Linked DNA regions of Capra hircus: region 2 is linked to region 1. A link is a contact called in public Hi-C data. All regions are on one chromosome and are shown on one strand. Each heading gives the region's core, a stretch centred on a gene start, on an enhancer-like site or on the middle of the called end of the contact. The rest is flanking DNA. Distances are from core to core; before and after follow the strand shown. Region 1 has its middle 25 kb from the start of PTMA. Region 2 overlaps LOC106503414 (a long non-coding RNA gene).

Region 1 (3,593 bases), core at 608-3,107:
ATAGGAAGGCCGAAAGCAGTCTCAAAACCCGGGATGATGGGAAGCCATGACTGAGGACAGACTGCGACCTAGGGGGTTGATCCCAGGGCTTAGGCACGAATTTATACGTGGTCCCAGAGATTCACAGCCCCTAGCCAGCTTGACCTTTTTTCCTTCTTGTCTGACAGCTCTGTGTGTGTGTGTGTGTGTGTGTGTGTGTGTGTGTGTGTGTACACTTGTCAGTGTAAGCTACACTATGTGTCCAAGAGGCCAAGAGTTCAACTGTGTCTGCAGAGAACCGATGGTGGCAGAGGTTCTGTCTTCAGAAGATATATGTGTGAGCGGGGCGTGTGTGACCAAGCCTGTGTTCATGTGTGTGTCCCCAGCTTTCGTGTGGCTGTCACCAACGCCTGCCAGGGTTTAGAAGCTAGGCTTCAGTTGGCACTGAGCCAAGGGCAGACTGCAGCCAGTCACTGGAACTTTCTGGACGTCAGTGTCCTGCACAGTGTCCAGGGGTGTATGTTCTAGAAAGACAAATACCCAAGCTCTGAGCTGTCCTGCACACAAGCAGCTCCTGGGTCACTCTGGGCCTCTGTGCACACCTGGGCAGGAAGCTGGCTTAACTGTCCCTTTCTCTCATATTTATGTATTCACCGCGCCTGTATAGCTGGCCTGTCACAGTGCCACTTACTTCTGCTGAGCACCTGCTGGGTGTGCTCCTGGTGTGGGAAGGAGCTGTACACCCTCACTCATGAGCACACTCATACCTCGTTACTCTGCCACGTCGTCTTCCTGTGCATAGGCCAGCTTGCATAAGAGCAAGGAATTTGGAGTCAGGCATGTTTGAGTTCAAATTCAGGCTTCCCCTAGCTGGGTGATTTTAAACAAGGGATTTAAATTCATTGAGCCTCAGTTTTCTCATCTGCTACATTTGGATAATAATAACAACCATTTCCTATGTTGTTGTGAGAAGCAAAGAGATGAAGGATAGAAGGCCTGGAACATGATGAAAGGCACACCAAAGGCGCGTGATAAACGGTGATGATTACTGGTTCCAGTGTGCTTTTGGCTTCTAGCTGGGCTTCCCATCCCCGTGTCCTGTGACCCATGACGAAGCAGGGTGTGAGGCCAGCCCCTGCAGACAGTCCTTCACCCGTGTTTGGAATGGCTGTCAGCAATTGCCCGCAGCCCAGCTAAGGGTAGTTTATACCTGGACCACACACAGTGCTTGTTTCCTACAGCTACAGCGGTGAGCACACATCCAGGTGACCTGATTTTCCAAACCTCAAACTGGAACACCTGGTCTGACCAGGCAGATGTATTTATCAGGCTAAAGGGACAAGGTATCTGAAGGGAGTCCTTGCACACTCCCCAGCTTCCGGCCTTGGCACATTTGGCCACCTGGGGGAGCCCTGTGTCCCCTCTGGTCAGAAGGAGTTGGAGGGGGTTATTTGTGAAGAGGGAAGGGGTGCCAGCTGCTTTGGGGGCTGAGGAAAGTCCAGGAACAGAGTAGGAAGCTAAGTGCCCTAAGAGGCATCTCTTCCAGGAGCCAGGCCAGGGGGTTAACTATCTGCTGCCAGCCTCCACCTCTTAGGCTCCAGGGGCCTCTGGGCTCATGGTGGGCGAGGCTGGGGGGATTTGACCTCCTCAGGAGCAGTGGCAGCCGAGGGGAGAACAAGGTGTCCTGGATCACTGCCGCTCCTAAAATGGCTCAGGAATGAGTGACACAGAGAGTGTGAGCGCGGGTGTGACTCCTCAGATGGCTGGGAGCCCCAGGTCAGCCAGCCTGCCTGACCTGACCCCCTGGGGAGGCCTCAGTGAAACCTCGCCTGGTTATCTGGCCGTGGCTGTCCCTGAGCGTATCTGTGCCGGGCTGCTCCGGGCTCCGGCAGGCAGAGCTCAGCGTTCTCTCTGAGCTGCAGCCGCCCTGGGCTGGCTCCTGACGGAGGGAAGGCCAGTGCTTCCAGACCCTCGCGGGACCTGGCGGGTCACCTCTGTGTTGTCCTCCCCACTTGACAGCTGAGGAGACCAGGGCACAGAGGAAGAAGGAACTGCCCAAGGCCGCCCAGCTGCTAGGCCAGGAAGCCTCTTGGTACCCTGGGTGTCTGATGTCAGTGCCCAGGTCCCCGGCCCCCCCAAACTTCTGCCACTTTTGGGGGAGAACTCTGACCCAGGCAGACAGAGGGACCTGCTGGGGCAGACAGGAAGGACGGGGGGAGAGGAGGGAAGAAAAGCTCGGCAAGGGGGACACAGCGCTGAGGAGACCAGGCTCTGAATCGCCCCGGGGTGGCCACGGGCTAAGGAATGAGGAAGGCAGGAGGAAGTGGAGGTGGGTGTGGACATCTCTTTCTGGAGGGTGGCTGTGGGGGAAGGAAGCCAAGGGACAGGTGGGCTCGGGGCACTCCCACGAACAGGGGAGGGACTTGATGGCTTCAGTATTGGGGGAGGGGGCCGCCACTGAGGATCCATGTGGAGTCAAGTGCCCAGCGGGGTGGGGCAGGGAAGGGAGCCAGCACAGTAGCAGGGTCACCTCTGCTTCCTCATTGGGGACAGGGGTTCCAGCTGCCGGCAGGTGACAGAAGCAGGAAGAGAGGTGCCCTCTGGGGAGGGGCTCTCTTTTCTCTGGGGCCTGGAGGGTGGGGGTGGGGAAGGGAGCGTGGCTTCCCAGCTGGGGGCGGTCACAGGCCAGAGCCCCCAGGGGACAGGGCCCCGAGACCGAGACCGGCCCTCCAGTCTGTAACCATCCCCTGTGCCTTCTTTTTCCCCCTGAGGCCCTCACTCGGCTCTTCAGGGGGACTCCAACTCCTCCCAAGAACCGAGGCTCATCGATTTGGGTGGAAAAGAAGAGTTTCAGTAAAATGGGGACCTCCAGGGCCCGAAAGTGAAAGTGAAGTCCCTCAGTCGGGTCTGTGGACTGTAGCCTACCAGTGTCCTCCGTCCCTGGGATTCTCCAGGCAAGAATGCTGGAGTGGGTTGCCATTTCCTTCTCCAGTCCAGGGCCCGAAAGAGCTTTGAAAAGGCCAGGTAGTCTGGGTTCAAGGTTGTTTGCGGTGTCCTCCATCAGGCAGGGGAAGGAAGAAGGTGGGGGTGGACCCCCCCCATCTTCCCGTGGGGACTGACCCTCCTTTTCTGGCCTTGTTCCTGCCCCTCCTCACCAATTCCCAGGGGCTTGCACTGTGCAAAGGTCTTGAAACCCATCTCTTCCTCAATGCACTCAGCACCCATCCGTGACCCCTGGGAGCCCGTTCCCAGAGGAGGGCGGGCGGCCTGGGGAACCCTGCGTGCTGGTGCTTGGAAGGCCTTCCTGTAGCCAGTTCTGCTCCCTGAGCCCGCAGCCTGGGGAGCAGATGGCCCCGGCTCTCCCTCCCAGATGGCTCTTCCCTGAATCCCAGGGGGCTCTTTGGCTCCTCCTTGTGTCCTACCCAGTCTTCCCCTCCCACTTTGGGAAGCAACGAGCTGAAAAGAGACAACATCTGGGTCTCCCCAGGGCCCCAGTGGCCCAGCTGCCTGACTGGCTGGCGGCCTTAGCAACCACCCTGCTTCCCAGTGCTGGTGTCACAGAACCACCCCCCGCCCCCGGTCTCAAGTGAATGCCTCGCATCTGCATCCTTGGA
Region 2 (3,593 bases), core at 586-3,085, 44 kb after region 1:
AACGCAGGAGCGCTCAGGCCGGTGACAGTCAACTTGGCGCACAAATACGGGCTCAGGGGCCGCGCCTCGGCGGCGGGGACGGAACGGACGGTGCGGTGCGTCTGGGATCGCAGGGTCCTGCGGGGGCCGCCGCTCGGCCGGGGGCGGGGAGGCGGCTCCTCCATGCTACAGTTGAGCCCTGGAAAAACCCCGGCGCGCGGGGGAGAGACGGGCCAGCTCGCAGGCACGGCCGCGGATGGCGGGAACAAAGACGGCCCGCGGCCGGATGCAGTCATGGAAAAACCCATCGGTGCGCCGGGGCAGGGGCGACAGGGGAGGGGCGGCGCGCGCCAGACCGCCCCGCCACCCTAGCCGGCCCGCCCGGGCGGGGCTGCTCTCGGATCCCGCCCCGGGAGCGCTCCTCGCAGGCAGAGGGGGAGACCCGGGAAAACAGAGAATGCCGGGCGGGAAGGGGCGGCCTGGGAACCAAGAACCAGAAGTACCCTGGCTCCGGGGGCGGCGCGCATCCTGGCTCCGCCAGCATACCCTCGTGCTCTCAGCCGGGGCGGGAGGGTGGCCGGCCTGGTGCGCGCCGGGTACACGCGGACTGTACACGGCCACTGGGCAGCTGCGGCAGCGGGTGGTGGCCGGCCCCTAGGGGGCGCGCACAGACACCTCCCCCCCCACCCCCAGGCCAGGGCGCGGACGCGTGTGCGGCGGCTCACACGCCTCTGTACACACATGATCATATACACGCACGTGCTCCCTGACACGCGAGCTGACTCCGGCTCCCAGGACAGAGGGAAGGAAAGCGTCCTACCGGGCGGGGCGGATTAGATGCTCCTTTGGCGGCCCCCAGGGCCGGTGACAGAACCTCAGGAGCTAGAGGTGAGGACCGAATCTGACGCCGAGGTTAGGGTCCCCCCTTCCCCCTACTTTACAAGTGTGTGCCAGGATCCCATCTCAGGGCTAGAGTTTCCCTCCCATTCAGGATGCTGCCTGCCGGTCCTGGTCTTAGGAACCCTCCTGGAGACGGGGAGGCATAAAGACTTTTTTTTCTCTTTAGAAAAGGAAAGTGTTGGCTGGAGTCGGGCTCAGTGACTTCTGAGGCCTTTCCAGTTAACGACTTATTATGAAGGAGGAACTGGACCCAGAGACCATAAAAGGAGTTGGTGGGAGCGGAGGAATAAAAACCTTGTTGCCTGATTTGGCCCCAGCCACAGGCTCAAACGTCCCCTTGTTTGTGCTTCTGCCTGCAGTGGGGCGCCAGGGTGCAAACGTGAACTCATGGGGGTCCCTGGGTGGGGAGGGGGCGTGGAAGAGGACATAATTCTGGGGGGCCCAGAGCCAGATTCTGGAGAAGAGACTTCAGGTTCTGCCTGAGTGGGGAGGCTGCTAGGTTGGAGTGGCAGGTTGGGGTTCTTGAAGCCCGGAGGGCAGGGAGCCCACCACCTCAAAAAACTCAGGAACAGGGCTGTCTTTCTGAGGTCTGGCTGTTGGAATTGTGGGAATACAGTTGTGCTGGGAGTTCCAGCCACCTCCCAGAATACAGAATACAGGCACACCAGCGACAGGACAGGGTCAGAGGAGCTGGCAGCCACTTGTGGTCTCCTTGGGAACTGAGGTTGGAATCAAATGACCAAGACCCGGCCTCTCCCTAACTTCCTGGTTTGGGGGATCTGATCCGACATCTCTGGACCTCAGATTCCTCATCTGTAAAGTGGGAACAAGAGCTCCTCCGTAGGCTCCCTCCATCCTGCCTGCCTTTTCCACTTCTCAAAGCCCCTGGAGCTTGCTCACCAGGACTCCTTCCAAGGCCTAATTTCCTGCGAGCAGGTGGGGTCCAGTGGGACGTAGGCTGGGGAGCAGCGCCCCCTCGTGGTAAATATCGGGAGGGCTCGGTTATTCCAGGAGGACTCACGCGGGCTACCCTGCTTTTGGTGCCTGATGGGGCCTCTGGCAATTTACAGCTTCCATGGGCTGATCCTGGGGCTCCACTCAGGGAGGCTTTTCCATCTTGCTTCAGCTACCCCGTTGAGCAACCAGAGAGAATTCTGCTTCGCCGCAGCAGCCTCTGGTCTGCCTTCTCACAGCCCTGCTTCTCCATTTTTAACAGGCTCCTCTCACTTCTGTCCCGGAGGAATCCATTTGGCATTTACACTGTGCTTTACAGCTTACATAGCACTTTGACACACATTACTCGTCCCTGAGGTGTGCTGTTTCTGGGTGGTGACGGCCCTAGATGGATAGAGGATCCTGGTTTGGGGCGTGGCTCCAGCACCAGAGGGCTGGTTTGGATCCTGCCTCCTCCATCCAGCTGTGTAACCAGGGCGACGCTCAAAACATTGAATAACCAGTAGGACAGGCAGCGACCAATCAGAACAGATCCTGCCCTAAACACCAGGTACAGCAAATGTGTGTACCTGCTGAAGATTCTGGAACAATCTCACCCTCACCTCGGTTTCTCTATCTTCTGTAAGGACACAGTGATCCCACTTTATAGGACTATTGTGAACACTGAATTAGTTACTGGATATAAAAGGTGGAGAAACCAGTGTCCGGGACATAGAAAATACCCACTAAGAGCTTTATTACTGGTCCCTTCTCTTCTCAAGACTCTGTGACTCAGGGTGAGCAGCACTCTTAAGGGATAACACCTCCCCTCCCTGCAGTGAGCCCTCTATATACATCTGGGCTTGCCCCCTGGCTCACTTCCCACTTACCACACTTCCTCTAGTTATCCTACTCACCAGAAGTGCTTCTCAAGCTTTCCCACGTATCCAAATTTCTGCGAGACCTTATTAAACTGCAGATTCTGACTGAGGAGGTCTGTGTGGGGCCTGGGATTCTATATTTCCTACAAGCTCCCAAGTGGTGCTGATGCTGGTCTGAGAAGCAAGGCTCCCAGAGATCACTGCAGAAACAGAAGTGTCAGTAGATTGTGAGCCATAAATGTTCATTGAGTATTTACTCAGTGCAAGGCTTCTCTGGTGGCTCAGAAGGTAAAGAGTCCAACTGCAGTGCAGGAGACCTGGGCTCGATCCCTGGGTAGGGAAGATCCACTGGGTCAGGGAGAAGGGCAACCCACTCCAGTATTCTTGCCTGAAGAACTCCATGGACAGAGGAGCCCGGCAGGCTACAGTCCATGGGGTCTCAAAGAGTTGGACATGACTGAGCGACTAACACACACAGTCAGTGCAAGGCTGTGCAGGGATCCAAACAGTCCAAGGGCTGGGTTCCAGCCTCAAGTGGCAGATTAGTTATCTCGCACAAATGGAGGTTAAAACCTAGCAACTGGGCCAAAGGGCTAACGTGCCAAAGGGGATGCTTGTGGTGAATCCATTCTCCTCCCGGTAGCCAGAGTGATGCTTTAAACAAGTGATGCTCTGGGCCTTGGCCAAGATATTTTACTTTCTTCAGTTGAGGTGATCCCCAGAGAGGGCTGACAGCTGAGGATCCTTCTGTCTGAAGCCTGTACTCCCAGCTCTGGGGTACCCTAAGTCCTTCAGGCCTACAGGTGACCTGGATGGTGCAGCACAGTGCCCACGTGGGGGTACTCACCCTGGCAGGAGGGCAGGAATCAGAGAGCCTGGTGGAGGGGGCGGGCTGTGCAG

The links. A called contact is a pair of places that touch in the nucleus more often than the background predicts.
Region 2: a Hi-C map of blood shows a contact between it and region 1, with 2.3 times the contacts expected there. The contact joins two enhancer-like sites. A contact is called at or near these places in 2 of 5 Hi-C or Micro-C datasets (both in blood).

Annotation. Positions count from the first base shown.
Region 1 is chr2:16,335,089-16,338,681 of ARS1.2, forward strand. No RefSeq gene overlaps it. Among named protein-coding and RNA genes, the nearest start is that of PTMA, 25 kb to the left of the region's middle. Within about 2 kb of position 1,858, at least 1 of the 5 cell types and tissues checked has an H3K27ac peak or open chromatin away from gene starts, as enhancers often do.
Region 2 is chr2:16,378,781-16,382,373 of ARS1.2, forward strand. LOC106503414 (a long non-coding RNA gene) reads right to left here. Exons shown (of 3, transcript XR_001297090.2): 2 at 3,541-3,593. Among named protein-coding and RNA genes, the nearest start is that of C2H2orf57, 13 kb to the right of the region's middle. Within about 2 kb of position 1,836, at least 4 of the 5 cell types and tissues checked have an H3K27ac peak or open chromatin away from gene starts, as enhancers often do.